Regions from separate parts of the Zea mays genome. Here all the other regions are linked to region 2. The links are chromatin contacts, called in public Hi-C maps. All regions are on one chromosome and are shown on one strand. The core of a region is the stretch at or near the end of the contact, and the rest is flanking DNA. Distances in the headings are between cores, read along the strand shown.

Evidence for each region. Hi-C and Micro-C count contacts between places; a contact is called where the count stands out from the background.
Region 1: a contact with region 2 is called in a Hi-C map of bundle sheath, with 5 times the contacts expected there. The contact joins the promoter of LOC100285589 here to the promoter of LOC100280873 in region 2. A contact is called at or near these places in 4 of 25 Hi-C or Micro-C datasets (bundle sheath, endosperm, leaf and 1 more).
Region 3: a contact with region 2 is called in a Hi-C map of tassel, with 2.8 times the contacts expected there. The contact joins the promoter of LOC100279037 here to the promoter of LOC100280873 in region 2. A contact is called at or near these places in 3 of 25 Hi-C or Micro-C datasets (ear, endosperm and tassel).

What each region holds. Positions count from the first base shown.
Region 1 is chr8:137,641,691-137,644,644 of Zm-B73-REFERENCE-NAM-5.0, forward strand. LOC100285589 reads left to right here and starts at 1,289. Exons shown (of 6, transcript NM_001158480.2): 1 at 1,289-1,881; 2 at 2,418-2,749; 3 at 2,874-2,954. The coding sequence starts at 1,815.
Region 2 is chr8:137,055,163-137,058,055 of Zm-B73-REFERENCE-NAM-5.0, forward strand. It overlaps LOC100280873 (protein transport protein Sec61 beta subunit), which reads left to right and starts at 1,593. Exons shown (of 1, transcript NM_001153793.1): 1 at 1,593-2,458. The coding sequence starts at 1,735. The coding sequence ends at 2,058. It overlaps LOC101202700, which reads right to left and starts at 488. Exons shown (of 3, transcript NM_001294319.2): 1 at 140-488; 2 at 1-39. The coding sequence starts at 414.
Region 3 is chr8:136,507,278-136,510,210 of Zm-B73-REFERENCE-NAM-5.0, forward strand. LOC100279037 reads right to left here and starts at 1,643. Exons shown (of 1, transcript NM_001399039.1): 1 at 263-1,643. The coding sequence starts at 1,581. The coding sequence ends at 322. TRNAR-UCG (transfer RNA arginine (anticodon UCG)) reads right to left here and starts at 91; the gene lies at 18-91.

The DNA.
Region 1 (2,954 bases), core at 39-2,538, 590 kb after region 2:
GGAATAGAGAAGTTTTGTTACCAGTTGAGAATATTCCAGTTACTGTTATTGTTCGCCATATATAAATTAGAAAATTGTGATCTCCTTTATTACCAGTCGATCACAGATCAACAGGCTTCGAGTATGCTCCAGATACAACCAATTCTGGACTTGCCTTTTCTGATTTCTTCCAATGTTTTACTAATGTCAAAAGGAATAAGAGCAGAAGAGTGATCCCCAAACGAAGCCGTCAACAACCAACACACATATGCGTCAACATCCAACGTTGCAGCCAGCGGAGCCGTGCCTGCTCGCTCACACGTCACGGAGCCGAACGCGTGAAAACAGAGCCGAAGAGCCAGCGGCCAAGCGGTGGTGTCCTTCGTTGGGCCCATCATCCAGTTTCCGAGGGGCTGCAGCGTTCGGAGTTTGCAGGCCGGATGCACAACATCCCCCCTGAAATGGCCGGTGTATTGACGACATATGGGATTTTGGCAGAAGCGAAATGGCCCAAAGTACAAAGTAGGCACGGAGTATATGGGCCGACTGTACTAGTAAAACTGAGGCAGCTGGGCCCTGTGCATCCTTCTTGGGCTCGGTGGGCGAGCAGGCAATGGGCCATCACGTTGCAGGGCCTGGACTCTGCGGGTGCGTACGTGTTCCCTGAAGCCGAGACAGTAGTAGTACGTACTAGGAGGAGCGAACCGAAAAGAAAAGGAAGGCAAAAGATCCCTGGATCACGTGTGCACGCGCACACACGCAGCCGGCGACGTGCATACAATTCAACGGAGATCTAACCAACCTGCTAACCTACTACTACTACTATTACTACCTGCAGTGCTCAACTTGTCCTTCTCCAATCAATCACTGCAGCGCATCACAAGTATCAAACCGGCTGCCATTAAAAAAAAAGTACTACTAGCACATTTTGTCCGACCCATCGGTCCGTGTACACACACACACGCTCCCTATATACATTTTGCCAGCTGACTCGCCGCCGCCGCCCGAGGCTTTAAAATTCAAACCAAATTGAATAGTATTATTTTTTTATAAAAAAACGTTTATTAGTCAGCGAGGCCGTGTTGCGTCGCGCCTCTTTGGACTCCGTAGCAGCGGGCAGAGCCGTGCGCCGGCGATTCGATCCACCCATCTAATTATTTTATTTTATTTATTTATTTCGTTCACGTTTCCTACCCACCACGGAAGGCCGTCGCCGCCGTCCGATGCGCAGCGGACGGCCGTGGAGCCCTCACGTAGGGTGACGGCAACGAGAAAAATAAATAAATATATAATACTAGACGGAAGGAAAAGGGGTGGGGAGCCAACCACCACCTCTCCCCCTGCTAGTGCTCAGTCCTCGCCCTCTCGCTTTCCGAGGGAGCCTTTGCCTTTCCCCTCCGCCCGCCAGCCATTAATGGCGGCGGCATCTCCATCCACTCCCCCCTCGCCCCCCTCCCACTGCTGCTACTTCTAGAAGCGCTGGTGGCAGGGCAGGCGGTATCCCGGCCGCTGGCGCTGGCGCGAGAGTTGGTTGGTGGTGGTCTTCAGCCCCCCTCGCTCTTCAGGTTTAGGGTGGAGCGATCCGTGCAGGCCAACGCGGGGTGCGTGACCCAGAAAGGGAAACCGCCGGCTTTTTCTCTTCTGCCGCCCCGCTTTTCCAATCCCTCCTCAACCTCATCCGCCCCCGCCCGCACCCCGCAGGCACCATCACCAAAAAGGTCCCCGCCTTCTTCTTCTTCTTCTTCTTCTCCTCTGCCCCTGCTTGTCGTTTGCTCGTGCTCCCCCACCCCCTTTCTGATTCAGCAAGGGTTCCTTCCGCGGCGCGGCGCGTCGCCATGGGCAACTGCTGGGGCGCCAAGATCAGCTCCGACAGCCCGTCCCGCGGCGCCTCATCCCCGTCAGGTTTGTCTCTTCTCTTTTGGATCGCTTCGTTTAATTGATTCCACCTTCGATCACGTTAGCCGTCCATCACAGGCTTTGTCTTCCACTCTTTTGGATCACGATGATTTCTAGCACCATTTCAGTGCTATGTCTATGATAACCGATACAATATATTTTGCTAGCACGGCTCACTTAATTTACAGGACTTTTTCCCCTCACATGCCATGCCACTCACGGCACTAGCTGGATCGAACGTTCAGATTTTTGTTCAGCTAGGCCTAAATCCAGGGTTGCCCTGTTTTTATTTTTCAATGTTTTTGACTGCCCTCCCTCCTCCCCCGACCCCAACGCACGCCGAAGAAAGGTTTTACGTGTTTTCTTTGTATAAGCCAAGCCAAGGAAGCGAAGAGGAAGCTTCAGTCTTTGGCTTCTAACTTGGCGGCCCATGGGTCATTTCCCTCTTCTTTCTCACTTTATTAACACTGGGCAAACAAAAAGGAATATAAATACCACGATGCGCGGAATTCTCAAAGTTTCTTCCTTTTGATGATCGTCAGGGACGGCGTCCAAGTTGGCGAGCAGGAACGGGGCGGCGGCAGCCCTGAGCGGGTGCAGCAGCCACGCGTCGTCCGCGTCCATGCTGCCGACGCCCCGCAGCGAGGACGAGATCCTGGAGTCGGCCAACGTCAGGGCCTTCAGCTTCAACGAGCTGAGGACCGCCACCAGGAACTTCAGGCCGGACAGCGTGCTGGGCGAGGGCGGGTTCGGATCCGTCTTCAAGGGCTGGGTCGACGAGAAGACGCTCGCCCCGGCTAGGCCCGGCACGGGGATGGTCATTGCCGTCAAGAAGCTCAACCAGGATGGATACCAGGGCCACAAGGAGTGGCTGGTTAGTATCTGTATCTGTATGGAGAGTCTTGTTTGTATGTTCATTGCTTGTATCTGTATTTCGTGCCAGTTTAGGTTTTTTTTTTCGTATATATAACACGATGTTTCCTCTGATGTGCATGCAGACTGAAGTGAACTACCTTGGAACGCTGTCGCACCCCTACCTTGTGAAGCTCGTTGGCTACTGCCTCGAGGACGAACAGCGC
Region 2 (2,893 bases), core at 343-2,842:
TGGGGCATCTTCTTCATCAGCTCAACAGTATTTGCTCGCCTGAGAGACGGAAATGAAAACGAGGCGTCAATCAGTTGACCCAGTGAGCAAACTAAGCACACAAATGGAGTGGAGGGGCGCAAGAGATGCGCGCGCTTACTTCTCGGCGGAGATGCGGTCGCACTTGTGGCCCTTGCGCTTGGTACGCATCTCCCCGCGGGGAGGATCGTAGCTCCAGTCCTCGCCGGCGAGGAGCACCTCCTTGCGGAGGCGGGCGCGCTTGCGAGCGCTGATGCCGAGCGGCTTCCACGCGCCGAGCTCCCAGTATCCCCACACCCCCTTCCCGAGCTCACCCTTGTACTTTGCCAGCTTCTCCTTCCACGGGTACCCCTCCGCCCACCTCGCCGCCGTCGCGGCCGCCGCCTTCCCGGCCATCGTCGTCAGCTCCGATCGCTCTGGGTCAGTTAGGGTTCAGCCCGCGGCTTCGGGTAGTAGAGTGACCACCTATTGGGCCTTCTGAGGCTGGGCCACATTGTAGCTCATGTATTGGGCTTTAATGGCACATAAGTGGGCGAGGGAGAGACCAGGTCCGCAGCTTTTTTTTCCAGCTTCTAGACACCAGAAGCTGCTGCAGACTAGTAAATGTCTAGCTTTTTTTCTTTTCAGTCTGCTTATATAAGAATTATTTTGGTCAAAATTGTCTAAAATCAACATGAACATATAATAAGCTGAGTCGTTGCGATAGTAAAAACCATCACTTTCGATATCATAAATCCTATGAAATATTTTATCTTCTTTTACATGTAATCACCATGATACTTAGATTCTCTTTACAGTCAGATTCTCCTCACAATCAGATTCTTAGAAAAGCTTCTCAGAAAAAAGCTGAACCAAACAAACCCCCAACTCTAATCGAGCCTTTTATAAAGCCTTGAGCACGAATTTCATGGAACATATTTTGGTTATAGAAGTTGTAAAAAACAGTTTCTATTTATTGTCTGCTTTTAGTACATTCTGATAAACAGCTAAACTGATAACTGCTTCAAAAATGTCCTGTTTGGTCTATCTTTTGCTTAAACCTATGAAAAAAATTTATAGAAGTTGTGTCAAAGAGGGCCTTTGTATACTGTCAACAAGATCTCGCTTCCTTCCAATACCGTTCATTTTTACAGGTGTGACAAATACGATAGAGTTGTTTACTTCTCTTTAGAAGTGAAGCACACTAACTAGTTCTAAGCGGATGAAAATCTAGAGAACTACTGAGTGGAAGAGATGGCCGGTTTGGAACAACCCCTCCTCTTATTATAGAACTGTTATATATTTGCAAATCCGCTCTTAGATCTTTTTAAAAAAAATCACTTAACCCAAGGAGCATAATAGTTTAAACGATAAAATGCCAAATGCCATCTCGACGTTCTCCCTTTGGTTTCGAGGTCCAAACGATAAAATGAAATGGGCTGGTGGGTCTCGTGGGCTCCGTTTTGCGATCTTTAGCAATTATCACGAGTACGTAGGCCGATAGTATGTACGTACGGGTTGGATACAGCCAGCCCAACGAATAGCAGTCGCACGGCACGCAGTAATAACCTGCCCATCCCCCGACCCCACCACCGAGCTTATCTCCTCCCGTCTAGGCGACGACGACGACGAAGCAGCGGGAGGAGCATAAGCGCCGCCGATCCCGAGCATACGAGCGAGTTCTCCACTCATCCTCCGCCTCGTGCCGCAGATCCCTACGTACGCCGCCCGCCAGCCATGGCCCGCTCCTCCTCGCAGTCGCAGTCCTCCGTTGGCGCTGGCGCCGGCGCCGGCGCGCGCCCGGCCACCGTGGGGCCGCGCGGCACGGCCGCGGCGGCCGCCGGGATGCGCCGCCGCCGCGCCACCGCGTCCGGCGGGGGTGGCGGATTCTCGGGGGGCGGCGGGAGCAACATGCTCCGCTTCTACACCGACGAGGCGCCGGGGCTCCGGCTCTCGCCTACCATGGTGCTCGTCATGTCCCTCTGCTTCATCGGCTTCGTCACCGCCCTCCACATCTTCGGCAAGCTCTACCGCTCCCGGACGGCCGCGGCCTCCGCGTGATCCGATCCGATCCGACCGCTCTTGCTCCCACACATCGGATCAGACAGACAGATCAGACGGTGAAGGTTTTGGTTTTTGGGTGATGAATTTGTGTATGGCGAGACGCGCAGCTTGTTGTGTTGCCTAGCTTTTGGTTGGTCCTTACTTTCGATCTGCAGATGGAAACCCTAGTACTGGTCAACTTAATGCGCCCTTTCTGTTATTTTCTTCCCTTGCTTTGAGAATTATTACTGGAATAACTATGACTAGTTTCTTCTAATTCTGCTTGCTAGCTACAAGTGCATCTTCCTAGCTTTAGATGTGCTCCATTGTTGTCGCTCCATTAACTACTTTCTGCACTTGCTAGGTATTCTGGGTACTTTTACCGAACTGGGGAGTTTGATTATTGCTTCGCACCTTACCTGCTAGCCATAAAATTCTGCATTATGTTGTGTGCTCCTATAATTTGTCAGTGTTTGTTTCGCCCCTCCAGCAAGCTCTTGTTCTGAAACTATAGCATTCGAAGTTTGTACAAGTAGCTATGCTCGACATGATGTTATTATGTTCATCGCGAGGTTATAACAATATGATGCTGGTTGATTTATATACCTGGAAGTTAGAATGGGCAAAGCATATGACAGCTCCTTATTGCATTAGGCTTGAACTGGATGCTGCTATGAGTTTTTTTATCAAAGTTTTAAGCGTGTCGGGTCAAGGGTATGGACCTCCACTAATGTTTGGTCGTCAGGTTAAGGGTCACTTGGGTGGGTCCCTAATGTCACTTGATTCCCCGAACTTTTATTAGTGTGATCTGATGTGGTTTCATTAGTGTGCTCTAATGTGGCATGACACATCC
Region 3 (2,933 bases), core at 393-2,892, 550 kb before region 2:
AGAGAAAAAACAACAAGCGACCACAGTGGGAGTCGAACCCACGACCTTCTGATCCGAAGTCAGACGCGCTAATCCACTGCGCTATGCGGTCATTTGATGATTTAACAAATCTTGCAGGCTATAAATAAGCACTCATTTAAACGGCACTCATTAGATGATTGGACTTTTCTAGCGGATATATTGTTTTGAGATAATATTGTTGCTCATGAAAACAATATTCCCTAGATCCCACATAGAACGTGGGTGTGCATATCCATGAACTAACAACACAGGGTATTCTTTTTATTTATGTTATTGTCTATAAGTTACATCACATTATCCTTATGTATTCATCCTTACATTACCAACAAGTTTATCATTCGCACCGAGGACATCATTGCTATACTCGATCATTTCCTCCAAGGGTGGTGGATGGCTAGGTCCTCGTGGTAGCAAATCCCCAACAACATCAGGTGACATCGCTACCCTTGGTGGCGGATGGCTAGGTCCTCGTGGTAGCAAATCCCCAACAACATCAGGTGACATCGCCACCCTTGGTGGCGGATGGCTAGGTCCTCGTGGTAGCAAATCCCCAACAACATCAGGTGACATCGCTACCCTTGGTGGCGGATGGCTAGGTCCTCGTGGTAGCAAATCCCCAACAACATCAGGTGACATCGCCACCCTTGGTGGCGGATGGCTAGGTCCTCGTGGTAGCAAATCCCCAACAACATCAGGTGACATCGCTACCCTTGGTGGCGGATGGCTAGGTCCTCGTGGTAGCAAATCCCCAACAACATCAGGTGACATCGCCACCCTTGGTGGCGGATGGCTAGGTCCTCGTGGTAGCAAATCCCCAACAACATCAGGTGACATCGCTACCCTTGGTGGCGGATGGCTAGGTCCTCGTGGTAGCAAATCCCCAACAACATCAGGTGACATCGCCACCCTTGGTGGCGGATGGCTAGGTCCTCGTGGTAGCAAATCCCCAACAACATCAGGTGACATCGCTACCCTTGGTGGCGGATGGCTAGGTCCTCGTGGTAGCAAATCCCCAACAACATCAGGTGACATCGCCACCCTTGGTGGCGGATGGCTAGGTCCTCGTGGTAGCAAATCCCCAACAACATCAGGTGACATCGCTACCCTTGGTGGCGGATGGCTAGGTCCTCGTGGTAGCAAATCCCCAACAACATCAGGTGACATCGCCACCCTTGGTGGCGGATGGCTAGGTCCTCGTGGTAGCAAATCCCCAACAACATCAGGTGACATCGCTACCCTTGGTGGCGGATGGCTAGGTCCTCGTGGTAGCAAATCCCCAACAACATCAGGTGACATCGCCGCCATGGAAGGAGGCTTCATAGGTCCAGCGGATGGCATTCTCCATGATGGTGGCATCGCCGCCATGGGTGGAGGATGGCTAGGCCCAGACGGAGGTACTCTCGTCCGTGGCAATAAATCTCCGATCATGCTAGGTGGCATTGTTGAGTATGGTTGTGCATCTACTGTCGGTGCCAAAAGTGTGATCAATAGTGTCAGTGCCACCACAACCACAATTGGAGATGTGATGGCTCCGACAATACTAATCTTGCTGCTAACCATGGCTAGCTTGTGTTTTTCCCTTCTTTTGTTTTTGTGGATGTTTGTGCATAGGAGATCGTTGTGGTGGATGGAAGTTGGACCCCGTGTATATATATAGTCAAGCCTAGCTTGTAAATAAGGCATGCATATGGTAATCAATACGATCAGTGGAACGCTTTTATGGCCCTAAAAGAGGTGTGGCATGTATTTATAGTTTTTATATTTATTAATTTCTATATATGCACAAATGGAAAAGTTTTATTGGGCGGTTGAATATGTTTAGCCTGCTTTTATATCTTAACTTTTCAAAAGTACGTTCAAATAGAAGACCAATTTTAGAATGCTTTTACCTTATTAAGTTTTTACTATCTTAAAGACATAACTTCAACTAATCATTTACTACCCCTTTTATAACTCTATCAATACATTATAATTCAACCAGTTGCAACTATATGTCCTTTTGAGTTTTTTGTCACAAATACTTTCTCAAGCTTTGACAATCCTTGTACATAAAAATGTAGTGGCATTATAAAGTTAATGTTATTAGTATACTTAGGCTATGGTCAACAGATCGTGCATATGACTATGTAAAACATTGTTTTGCATTGTAGACTGCACCCTTTACATAGTTCTCTACTATATTAAAGCACCAGTTTCAACGGTCGTCCCTCGTCATCTTTTTACAAAGAACCTCTTGTATTTCTTCAAAATCAACATGTGGTCCCAGATCATATCCCATCCCTATCCTATTTGTTTGCACATTAGCGTTCTCACAGCTATCTCTCTAGAAACAAACCCCATCCATTTCACAACAACCTCTGCCCGCTTCTTCCGCCGTTGCACCGCCACCGACAAGGAGGATTAGGGCGCTCGCCTCCGGATAAGGATGCTCACTAGGTGATAAAAGTCGAGTCCAGCCAACTCTGAACCTCCTCGTCGCCCCTAGGGACCAAGATCTCATCTCCTTGCTCACTCGTCTTCTGCTCCGGCACGAGCTCCACTCCTCCCATTCCATGGGCAATGTGGCATAAACGGTAGATCTACCTAGCGTGCGCTTCATCTGGTCACATTTGTTCTCGTCGGATCTATTATTGGTAGAGACCACTCTAATTGTCGTGTTTTTTGCAGGGGCATTGACTGACCAGGACACAAGCTTCTCAAATAAGCAAGCCAAGTTGCTCAAGACACAGAAGTTCACGTCCGAGCTTGACCATCTGGTTAGCTCGTTCTTTCACTCATACCCTTTGTTTCTCAATTTGGCTGTAACGAGCGCACAATATTTTAGGGATATATAGTTGTTTCTGCAAGGGCTTCCTCTGATTCAGTGATTTTGTGCTTGGTAGGTGGATACATCAAAGGTCAAGTTGGACGTG